Regions from separate parts of the Mus musculus genome. Here regions 1 and 2 are each linked to region 3. Evidence: chromatin contacts called from public HiChIP or PLAC-seq data. All regions are on one chromosome and are shown on one strand. The core of a region is the stretch at or near the end of the contact, and the rest is flanking DNA. Distances in the headings are between cores, read along the strand shown.

Region 1 (3,343 bases), core at 701-3,200, 330 kb before region 3:
AGAACTGCCAGCTAAAGAAACCTGATTTTGTTAAACCTAGAGGAAATAAAAGAACAGTGCCACCCACAACAGCAGCAGCAGTTCACAACAGAGGCGGTAGGGCCTGTATGATCTGTTAATCATCACACAGTACCAGGCACCCTGCCCTTCATATTGCCTCTGTCCCTGTCCCCATTTTTCTGATCAGTAAGTAGAGGCCAGACCTTGGAGGAACTTTCTGGAAGGAAATAGAGAGCTGGACTGGTCTTTCTCATGCTTTCACCCGCCGCTTGTTCCTGCCTTTTCGACCATGACCTCCATTTTGCCAGCCACCCTTGCTCCCAAGGCCAAGAGCACACCCTTAGCTGCTGGCGGCGACAGGGCCTGACCTTTGGAGAAGTAGGTGGAAGACTGGCAGTGTTCATCGGAGAGGCAACCCTTGACAGTGTCCATATCCATGCGCCGAAGGGAAGGCAAGGCCGGGTGGTAGAGCTGGTGCTTCACACCGGCCAGTGGGTGGCGCACTCGCTCCAGGGGGAGGAGGACCGCTGGGGAAGCATACAAGTGGGCGGAGCATTCGTCCCAGGGCACCAGGTCTATGATTTGGGCCATCGCTGGGGAAGAGAGGGGCGGAGTCAGATGCCCTTCCGTATAGGCACATGTTCTTGGCCTATGCTGATTTAACGATTTATCAAACATTTACTGAGTATCTTCTGTGCGCCCCGTGATTTTTCCGAAGCTCCACATCCAAACAACAGATTTATGTGTTCTGTGTATGTGTGTACACACACACACAGACACACGCACACACACACAGACACACACACAGCTCCCAGTGCTCTGAGGGAGGTCAGCACAGAGTGTACGTGTATCTGAGAGGGCTGGAGCTAGGACACTCTAGGAACTGTCTAGATGAAGTGAAACTTAAATATTGAACAGGAAAAAGCCATAGTAAAGCTATTTAGAATGTAGCCTGGAATGCCGTGTGGCTTATGATGCTAGATAGCCAACTCTGGATTTGCCTAGGCCATATTTAGCATTTGCCCCAAATGCTATAGATAGATGAGACTCTTAAAGGAGAGAAATGTGACAGATCTGAATTAGAAAAAGATGGATGGTTGGTTACCTAGTGTCTCTGTTCTAAAAAGCAGATATTCCCTGGAGCCCCTTTTACTCATTTACATCTTAGAATTTGTTGACTCTACTTCCTGACCCTCCAAGTTACAGAGATAAGAAATGGACATGGGGTGGCAGGAGGAGAGAGGAACTTGACCATGAAATGTTTGCTACTTTGTGGGGTCTTCTTTCTTCCAGTCTTTTCCACCTTTCCCCCACCCTTTCAACCCACTAACACTAGATATGAGAGAAAAAGTATAGAGGGGAGAGAGGAAGGGAAAGAAATCCCCGAATCTAATTTCTGTTTCTTCTTGTTTGTTCTCTGAGCATGACTACTATCAAGCTACAACCAACCCCCCTGAACAACCAACAACAACCCATAATCCTCCTGGGTCCCTAGTTTATAGACCCTCTGAAAAGTTTTCAGAATTCCAAAAGTCACAGAAACTATCTGCAGCTGGCAAAACTATGCCCCTGCTAGAGCACGAGGCAAATCAGAGTCAGCTGCTTCAGACAGTCCAAGGCAGCCCCATATTCCTACACCTGGGTATTAAAAGCACATTCTTAAAATATTTCTGCATTAAAAAAAAAAAGAAACCACGATTCCAAAATTCTCACTATAATGAAGGATCAGGACGGGGCATGATAGAAAAAGTGGAAAAGCTGTCTCAGAGTTGACCCTCCATGAGGAAGGATGGAGTGGTAGAACACAGAGAAAAAGGAAGAGAGAACACCCTGCTACCATTTACCCATAGCCACTACCTCATCTGCAGGGCACAGGCCCAAGTGCACAGGCAGGTAAGAACCGTCTATCCTCCTGCTGCTCAGTGGGCAAAAGAAAGGATGTGGGCGTGCCTTCCAGGCAACTGCAGGCTAAGGAGCATCACAGAGACAATGCCCAGTGCAACCTGATTGTGAGGACGAAGCTCCTGGTAACCCTGGGCAACACAGGCTGCCAGGATCCCTAGGCACTGGACATCTATTCCCTGGGTCTCTATGGCAGCCACATAAGACAAGCATCTTGGAAAATGTCAGAACTGGGGCTCTATAGAGGTGACCCGGCCACATTAGGGTAGGGATAACTGCTGGGTTCACCCCAGCCTGTTTCACTGTGTTGGCTAGATCAACGTGACACAAGTTATAGCTATCTTAGAGGAGGGAACCCCACCAGAGAAATGCCTCCATAAAATTAGTCATAGGCAAGCCTGCAGGGGGCTTTCTTAATTAGTGATTGATGGGGAGGGCCCAGCCCATTGTGGACGATACCATCCCTGAGCTGGTGGTCCTGGGTTCTATAAGAAAACAGGCTGGAGCAAGCCACAGGAAGCAAGCCAGTAAGCAGTTCTTCTCCATGGCCTCTGCACCCTGCCTCCAGGATCCTGCCCTGCTTGAGTTCCTGTCCTGGCTTCCTTCAGTGATACGGAAGTGTAAGCCAAATAAACCCTTCCCTTCCCAACTTACTTTGGTCATGATGTTTCATCATAGCAATAGAGACCCTAAACCAGAACCAGAACAGTGACCCTGTACTAGCTACTGCTGCCTCTCTCTGGACCTAAGAGGACTGTTTGTGTTAGGCAAAGACCCCAGGCTCTGCAGCAGGGCTGCCTGGGAGCCTGGAGGGGACCTTGTCCCCATGAGTCTCAGGGAAGATGATACCACGCTGTCTTTGGTCTTTAGGGGTGGAGATTAGCCAGGCTCTGGGGTCAGGGCAGGGATCAGGCAGAGTGGTGGCCTCAGCAGGCTAGGGATTAGCAAGTGATACTCCACCCCTCCCCCATTCTGCCCTACCTTACTACCTGGCGGAACCGCAGCCTCCCTCCCTGTCAGGAAGCTTCGCTCAGAATCCCAAAGCCCCCAGAAATTGAGTGAGACATCCCAAGCTTTGGAATCCTGGGGCTGTCTATTCTTTTGCATATATTGACATATGATTTGCATAAATTTGCATAAATGCTAAACCTGTCATTCAGAATGTCCTATTGGAGTCCTGTAAGATTTGCTGCTCCTTGATTAGGGACCAAGGAACTTAAGAAAACACTCCAAGTTCTTCTCTTAAAGAAACTTGCCCGGTGCTGAGCCTACCCCTAAACGAAGGTCCACCTCTTTTGTTTTGTTTTGTTGTTTTGTTTTGTTTTGTTTGTTTTTCAAGACAGGGTTTCTCTGTGTAGCCCTGACTGTCCTGGAACTCACTTTGTAGACCAGGCTGGCCTTGAACTCAGAGGTCTGTCCGCCTCTGCCTCCTGTGTGTTGA
Region 2 (3,300 bases), core at 162-2,661, 270 kb before region 3:
GTCATCAGATCCCATTACAGATGGTTGTGAACCACCATGTGGTTGACTGGGAATTGAACTCAGGACCTCTGGAAGAGCAGTCAGTGCTCTTAACCGCTGAGCCATCTCTCCAGCCCTCTTTCTACACTTCTAAACCCCTTTCCTGACACCAAAGGCACTTGGCTGTCTTCTGAGTTATTTATTCATTTGTCCAATGATACAATGTTTCAGAATTTTTAACCCATCCACTGTGAGAAGGCAAGACTTTCAAGCAGAGTAGATAAAAGTTACTTTTGCCTTTGGCTCGAATATCTATGGTAAATATCTATGGTAAAATATTGAAGTTATGTGAGTTGAGGGCTGGAGTGTGGCTCAGCAACAAAGACTTGCCTCTTGGGCCTGGGACTCTGGACTGGAACTCCAGCATGGGACCGGATAGGGATGTAGGCACAATGTTATTGTGCCCTGTGTCCTCTCTCTCCCTCCCCCTCCCCTGGCTTATTCTCTCCCCCATTCAATCATTGGCTGATCAGTTCTATATTGACCAGTCAGGGAATAATTGGGAATTCAAACAGGAGAAGAGGGTCCAGGAGACAGCATAAGAAAACAGAAACATTTGACTAGCTCTCATGTAATATGCTAGGTTTATTTGCTGGGCTTGCCTTCTGTTTAAGGCTCTACCCATCTGACTATAGTTGATGTTGATGTTTTTGTGACAGAGTCTCACTGTGTAGCCCTACCTGGTCTGGAATTCAGAGTTACTTGCCTCTCCAGGGCTGGAATTAGAGGCATGCGCCACTATGCTTAGCTTAGTGAACTTCCGGTCTCAGCTTCTTGAGGGCAATCTCAGGTGTGTTCTGCCACGGCTAGCAAGATTGGGTTTTTGTTGTTGCTGTTTTTGTTGTTGTTGATTTGTTTTAATTTTTGAGAATATAAAATGTTAACAGTACTCCTGAAGCACAAAACTGTATGCTCAGGAAAGTGTCACAAGTCCTCCTTCGCCTGTCATCTGCCCCTATAAGGAGCTAAATACATTAGGTTTGGGGATATTTTTGTTTTCTTTCTTTAGTACCCAGCGTCTTGCACACACTAGGTGGATGCTCTATCACGGAGCCTAGCCTCAAGCTTTTAAGTTTGTCATATTTGATTTGTATTTGGGGCAGGATCCTGCTCCATTGGCCAGGCTGCCATTCCTGTTGTAGTCCAGGTGAGCACCACCATCTCCGTCTCCATCTGCCTCAGCCTCCTAAGGAGCAGGGCTCACAGGCCTGTGCCACCTGGTCTGCCTAGGCTCCTTGACTCCCATGTTTTCCATCTTGTGTTTTCCTCTTTTCAAAAACAGGCAGGCCCTTGGCTGTGTTCTTACTTCCGGTTTTGTGGATGATAGCTTATTGTCAGCTGCAGTCACAGACAGCCTTCCCTCCCCTCTCCTCCCCTTCCTTCCCCCACAGTGAGCACTTGGCATAGTGCCAATGCTTTACAACTATGAATAGCAATGCAGGTGTGTGTGTGTGTGTGTGTGTGTGTGTGTGTGTGTGTGTGCGCGCGTGCATGTGTGTTTGGATTTTGTATTGAGCAGTAAGTTATTTTGTTTTTAGAAGAGCAGATTTCTGCTTTCTAGTCCTTCAGATGAGATTTCAAACAGAGCAGCATGCTATGGTATTGAGAGGCTCGGGAGGTGTGGGGTGGCTGGTGACACCCAAATCCCTTCTTTGTGATATACTGGCTGGGTGAATTTGCAAAATTTACTTGACTTTTCTAGGGTTAGTTTCTGCATCTATAAAATAGAAGTAACCATCTCCTACTTTGTCTGTTGTGAAGATTAAGTAAGCTAGTCCAAGCCAGGCATGGTGGCACACCCAGCACTGGGTAAGGTAGAGGTGTATCTCTATGAGTTCAAGACTACCCAGGTCTATTTATTGAGGTTCAGGACAGCCAGAATAACCTAGTAAAACCCAGTCTCAAAACAAAACAAGACAAAACACAGTAAGACAACACCATCCATGTTAAAAATGTAATAGTCCAGCCGCCTTTAATCCCAGCACTCGGGAGACAGAGGCAGGTGGATTTCTGAGTTCGAGGCCAGCCTGGTCTACAGAGTGAGTTCTAGGACAGCCAGAGCTACACAGAGAAACCCTGTCTCGAAAAAAAGGGGGAAAAAAAAAGAAAGAAAGAAAGAAAAATGTAATAGTCCGTGTGTGTGCCTCTGTGTGTGTGTGTGTGTGTGTGTGTGTGTGTGTGTGTGTGTGTGTGATCTCATAGCCTCAGGCTATCTTGTAATTTACTCCCTATATAGCAGAGACCCGCCTTGAAGACCTGTGTGTCCTATGTCTTTCTCCTGAGCACAGAGACACCCTCCCTCCTCATCCAGCCCAGGCCTGTGTTTGCAGATTTCCTCTTGCTAACACTTGGAGATCGGTGCTCACTGGTAGACGGGTTCCAGCCTGGGGTCACGGAGGCTGATGATCCTTTTAAGAAAGATTTATTAGGAGAATTATTAATACTATGGATGGACAGACAGACAGCAGCATGGCAGGAGCTCTTTACCTGAGCCTTTTGGGGAAATGAGGAGGGACATGAGGATTCTCCTGGAATCCAGGCATCGGGGAGTCAGTTAGGAGCCTAAAGATTCACAAGCAGGCCCTGGGTAAAGGGTTTGCTGTTTCCTTTCCAAAAGAAAGGAGGCCGCTGCAGGTGGGCGTGGTCTGAGCAGCAGTCTGGCTCAGATTCTAATAGCAGACCCTTGTGATCACCACAGACTTGCACAGGGTGGCCATAGACTGGGTCCTAGTGTGTGCTGTAGCTGGTGTCGAACAAGGTGATACCCTTCCCCTGAGCAGATCAGTGCAAAAGGAGGGAAAGTTTGTTTGGGCTCTTGGTTTCAAAGGTTTCATTCCATGGTTGCCTGACACATACATGCACACATATGCATACATACATACATGTACACATACATGTATATACAAATGTATAGATAAATATGTACACAATATACTGAGAGGGGGAGGGAGGGAGAGGGAGAAGGAAAGAGAGAGAGAGAGAGAGAGAGAGAGAGAGAGAGAGAGAGAGAAAGAGAGAGGAGAGGGAGGCAGCCAGCCAGATAGATTGAAATCCCAGATCCTCTTCAAAGTATTACTCCCAATGACACATCCTTGTGAATGGGCTTTTCTCATTTGTATATTCTAGTCCCCACTCTCCTGCTTCATGTACTTTCCAGAGCAGAGGCCTGCCTGGATCATGGAGAATTCCATTCATGTAGACAGGTCTGCCAGCCATGACTCAAAGCTGAGCAGCCAGCAGCTGTCCCCTCCATTGCTCTTT
Region 3 (3,089 bases), core at 243-2,742:
GCCTCATCCATCCTAGTGTGGCGATTACACCCCGCCCATCCCCAGCACTTCTCTTTTGATACAATAAAGAGCTGGAATCCTAAGTACTTTGTAGAAATCCCACAGAGCATGGGGCCCCCTAGCCCCGGAAGACCTTGCCCCCCCCCAACACCTCCTGCCTTCTGCATGCCCCTCTGCCCAGCTGCCAGGGAACCCCCCGGGGTCTCCCACTAAGTGCTGGGGTGCAGGTGGCGCAGGCGGCATAATGGAGTGATAACAGATGCTCATTAGCAGGGGCCCACCATGCAGCCCACACGCCTCAGGGAGTCAGACTGGCAGAGGCAAACAGCGGCGCCAGCCGCCCACCTTTGTCTGGTTGAGTGGGGGCTGTGAGCTAGGGCTGGGGGCTGGGCACTGGGGCTTTAGAAGCCATATATGATTTGACATCTGGGGGCCCGTCTATCTCCATCATGGTACAGCTAGGGACATGGGTCCAGCTGGAAGGAATGCCAGGGTCCCACCAGAGGCCATGGCAAGCCTGAACTTTTACCTATCTGGGTGCATCTTTGGGGTTACCATGTGGGGGAAGCAACTGGTAGGAGGTGTGCACTCTTGGGACCCCCTCTAGTGACTCTTGCAGACGGGGTGACAGACCTGGGCTGACAGGCATGGGGACCTGTGGCTGGCAGCAACAGAGAGACATATACATGAGCTCTATCTACCCTTTTGCTGGCTTACCAGGAAAGGCTGCCTGCCTCTTCCTCCTCAAAAGTCAAACAACCAAAGTGAGCTGCTGCTAAACCGGTCCCCCCACCCCCCGCCCTCCCCGCCCCCGTGGATCTCAGGAGGAAACTGCTTGGGAAGCACTAGGGACAAAGGGAAAAATGGGGTTCATGCCGCCAGTCCTCAACCACACGCCAGGGTCCAAGCTTCACTCTGGCCCTCGTGGCAGTGGTGCCCTTCTGAGCAAAGAGGGACACAGCTGGCCAACGTGTTCCAGTGCCCCCTCGTGAGCACGCCCAGCCCCACACTCTGAGCGGCAAGGAGTATCCTAGGACCAGCTAGAACCTCAAACTCAGTCGTTCCCTGGGAGATACGATCCAGCACACACTCGAGAACTCCCAAGCACTGCGCTAAACCTTAGACTAAGGTCAAGCGGGCCAGGCCAGGCGAAGTGCATGCCGTACCCGCTGCCCTCTCTTACCTCCGTCTCGCACTGTGAACAGCAGCGTCTTGCCTCCAAGCCTAGGCAGGCACTTCTGTTAACAGCCTTTGCTGCTAATGTCTCCTCCTCCTCCCAGGTGCCCAGCACCTAGTCTGAGCCTGTCTAGGCAGCTGTGAACTCAATCCAGGTGAGGCTCCGCCTACCCGGCTAGCTTCCGGTGCCAAGTGCCCTCTAAAACTCCTAGGTTTCCTAGCGAGGCTTGACAGAGTCTTCAGACTCCATGGACTTTGGGGATTTCTTCCCTAGACAGTAAAAGCTGCCCCGTGGGAGGCCGGGATCACGCTGTCTCTGGGCTTCAGAGACCCTTTTCAGGCTGTGGGAGGCAGGCCGCCACGCCCACACACACCTGCAAACTGCCAGCCCTTTGTGGCTTCTCCAGCCTCTTCAGACCATATCCTGTCTGCAGCGCCATTCACACCAGCCACAGGCTGGATACAGGAGGGCTCCGGGGCTGTGGGTGGGGCTCTCACAATATGTCCTGCTGGACTCAGGTGGGATCAGAGCAGGCAGAAGGTGAGGGGGCAGGAACTGGAGCTTTTTGCTAGGGATGGGAGGTGGCAGCTGCCCCAGGTATCTTGGAAGGGGGCCAAGGGGAGAAGTCCAGGCGAGCTCCACCAATGGAGAGAGGCCTCGTGCAGGCACTTCCTTCAGACCCTGCCACCCACCTCTCTTTCAATGCTCTTGCAATCAGGCACTAGTATGGGGGCGGGGTATGTGTGTGAGTCCTGATGCACACACCTAGCTCCCAACATAGAGACCTGCTGGCTGAGCCATACTTCCCTGAGGACGCCAATCCAAGCAGAAGCTGATCCTCTGAGCAAGGGGTATGAAACACTGTTGTGGGCCAGGCCCATGGGGTTGTCAGTCCCCTAGGATCTACCTCGCTTCCCTCCCCACCGGGCCCTCCCGCCATGTTTTTCCGCCACTGTGTTTCTTGCCCCTCAGGTCAATCCCCATGCTTGTCTTGTCTGCTTTTCCCCAGCAGTTACCAGAGCAGGGCCAGAATAGGGTCTGGTCTAGAGGGAAGATGTATGGCTAGTGAGTGGATAAGAAAAGATGGATGGATAGATAGATAGGTGGATGGACAGATGGACCAGCGGATGGATTCCGTCACATGTTTGTGGAAAGCCTGCTGTGATCCAGGCACTGTGCAGGGCATAGGAGCGACAGCTACAAGCCATATACTAAAATCCCTGCCCGCTCAAAGCTGCAGGGATACAGATCATAAATTTAATGAGCAATAAATATGAAATCTATCCAGAGCTATAGTAAGAATAATGGGGAGAAAATATGGTGAGGGGAGTTGATAAAGGAGCAGGGCTGGATTCACGGTGAGAAATGATGCTTGAGTGTAGACAGCATCCAAGGAGGCAGCCTACGGGGTACCAAGAGCAGAGCATTCTAGTGGATGGAAGAGTCTGTGCAAAGGCCCTGGGGTCGGTGATCCTGACTTTAGGGATGAGGAGGAGGAGGGTGCTCACTGCTGTGCAACTGAATGAAGGAACCAAAGACAGAGACGAGGCCACAGAGTTGAGAAGGATATCAAAAGGGAGCACCAGTCCCCTGAGATGACATAAGCACCTGTCTGCATAGGCCCCACTGGGACTCTCAATCCCGCCATAACCCCTTCCACGTGGGAACTTCTGGCTACAGGGTGGGCATGCAAACTTGCTCTGCCCAGCACAAACTGGATCTCTAGAACTGAGCAGATGGGGGTGGGGAGGAGCCAAGGAAGATGAATGTCAAAAAAAGGACCCAGAGAAAAAGCTTGACTACAGATCCCCATGGCCCCAGAGGCACTGTCTGCCCTGATAAGGACACAGGGGAGTGCCAGTGATTTCTTGTATCCCTAACTTGTGACACCCACACTTCACATCCTCTTCTA

Evidence for each region. HiChIP or PLAC-seq counts read pairs in DNA pulled down with a chosen protein or histone mark.
Region 1: a contact with region 3 is called in an H3K4me3 HiChIP or PLAC-seq map of embryonic stem cells, with 20 read pairs. The contact joins the promoter of Tepp here to the promoter of Adgrg1 in region 3. A contact is called at or near these places in 8 of 39 promoter capture datasets (the 3T3-L1 cell line, the C10 cell line, embryonic stem cells and 2 more), 4 of 115 datasets of contacts at active chromatin or transcription factors (bone marrow-derived macrophages and embryonic stem cells) and 1 of 9 other capture datasets (embryonic stem cells).
Region 2: an H3K27ac HiChIP or PLAC-seq map of T-cell acute lymphoblastic leukemia shows a contact between it and region 3, with 2.9 times the contacts expected there. The contact joins the enhancer-like site here to the promoter of Adgrg1 in region 3. A contact is called at or near these places in 9 of 115 datasets of contacts at active chromatin or transcription factors (T-cell acute lymphoblastic leukemia, acute myeloid leukemia, embryonic stem cells and 4 more) and 4 of 9 other capture datasets (adipose tissue, embryonic stem cells, liver and 1 more).

The regions. Positions count from the first base shown.
Region 1 is chr8:95,310,205-95,313,547 of GRCm38.p6, reverse strand. Tepp (testis, prostate and placenta expressed) reads right to left here and starts at 1,950. Exons shown (of 8, transcript NM_199455.2): 1 at 1,858-1,950; 2 at 369-593. The coding sequence starts at 591.
Region 2 is chr8:95,243,477-95,246,776 of GRCm38.p6, reverse strand. The region is part of intron 31 of Cngb1 (cyclic nucleotide gated channel beta 1); the gene reads left to right. Among named protein-coding and RNA genes, the nearest start is that of Gm31277, 44 kb to the right of the region's middle. Within about 2 kb of position 1,411, at least 67 of the 459 cell types and tissues checked have an H3K27ac peak or open chromatin away from gene starts, as enhancers often do. A contact at or near this core is called in T-cell acute lymphoblastic leukemia, memory CD8 T cells and pro-B cells, where this site is marked.
Region 3 is chr8:94,975,512-94,978,600 of GRCm38.p6, reverse strand. Adgrg1 (adhesion G protein-coupled receptor G1) reads right to left here and starts at 1,492. Exons shown (of 14, transcript NM_001198894.1): 1 at 1,184-1,492. Gm30968 (a long non-coding RNA gene) reads left to right here and starts at 1,873. Exons shown (of 4, transcript XR_879113.3): 1 at 1,873-2,028.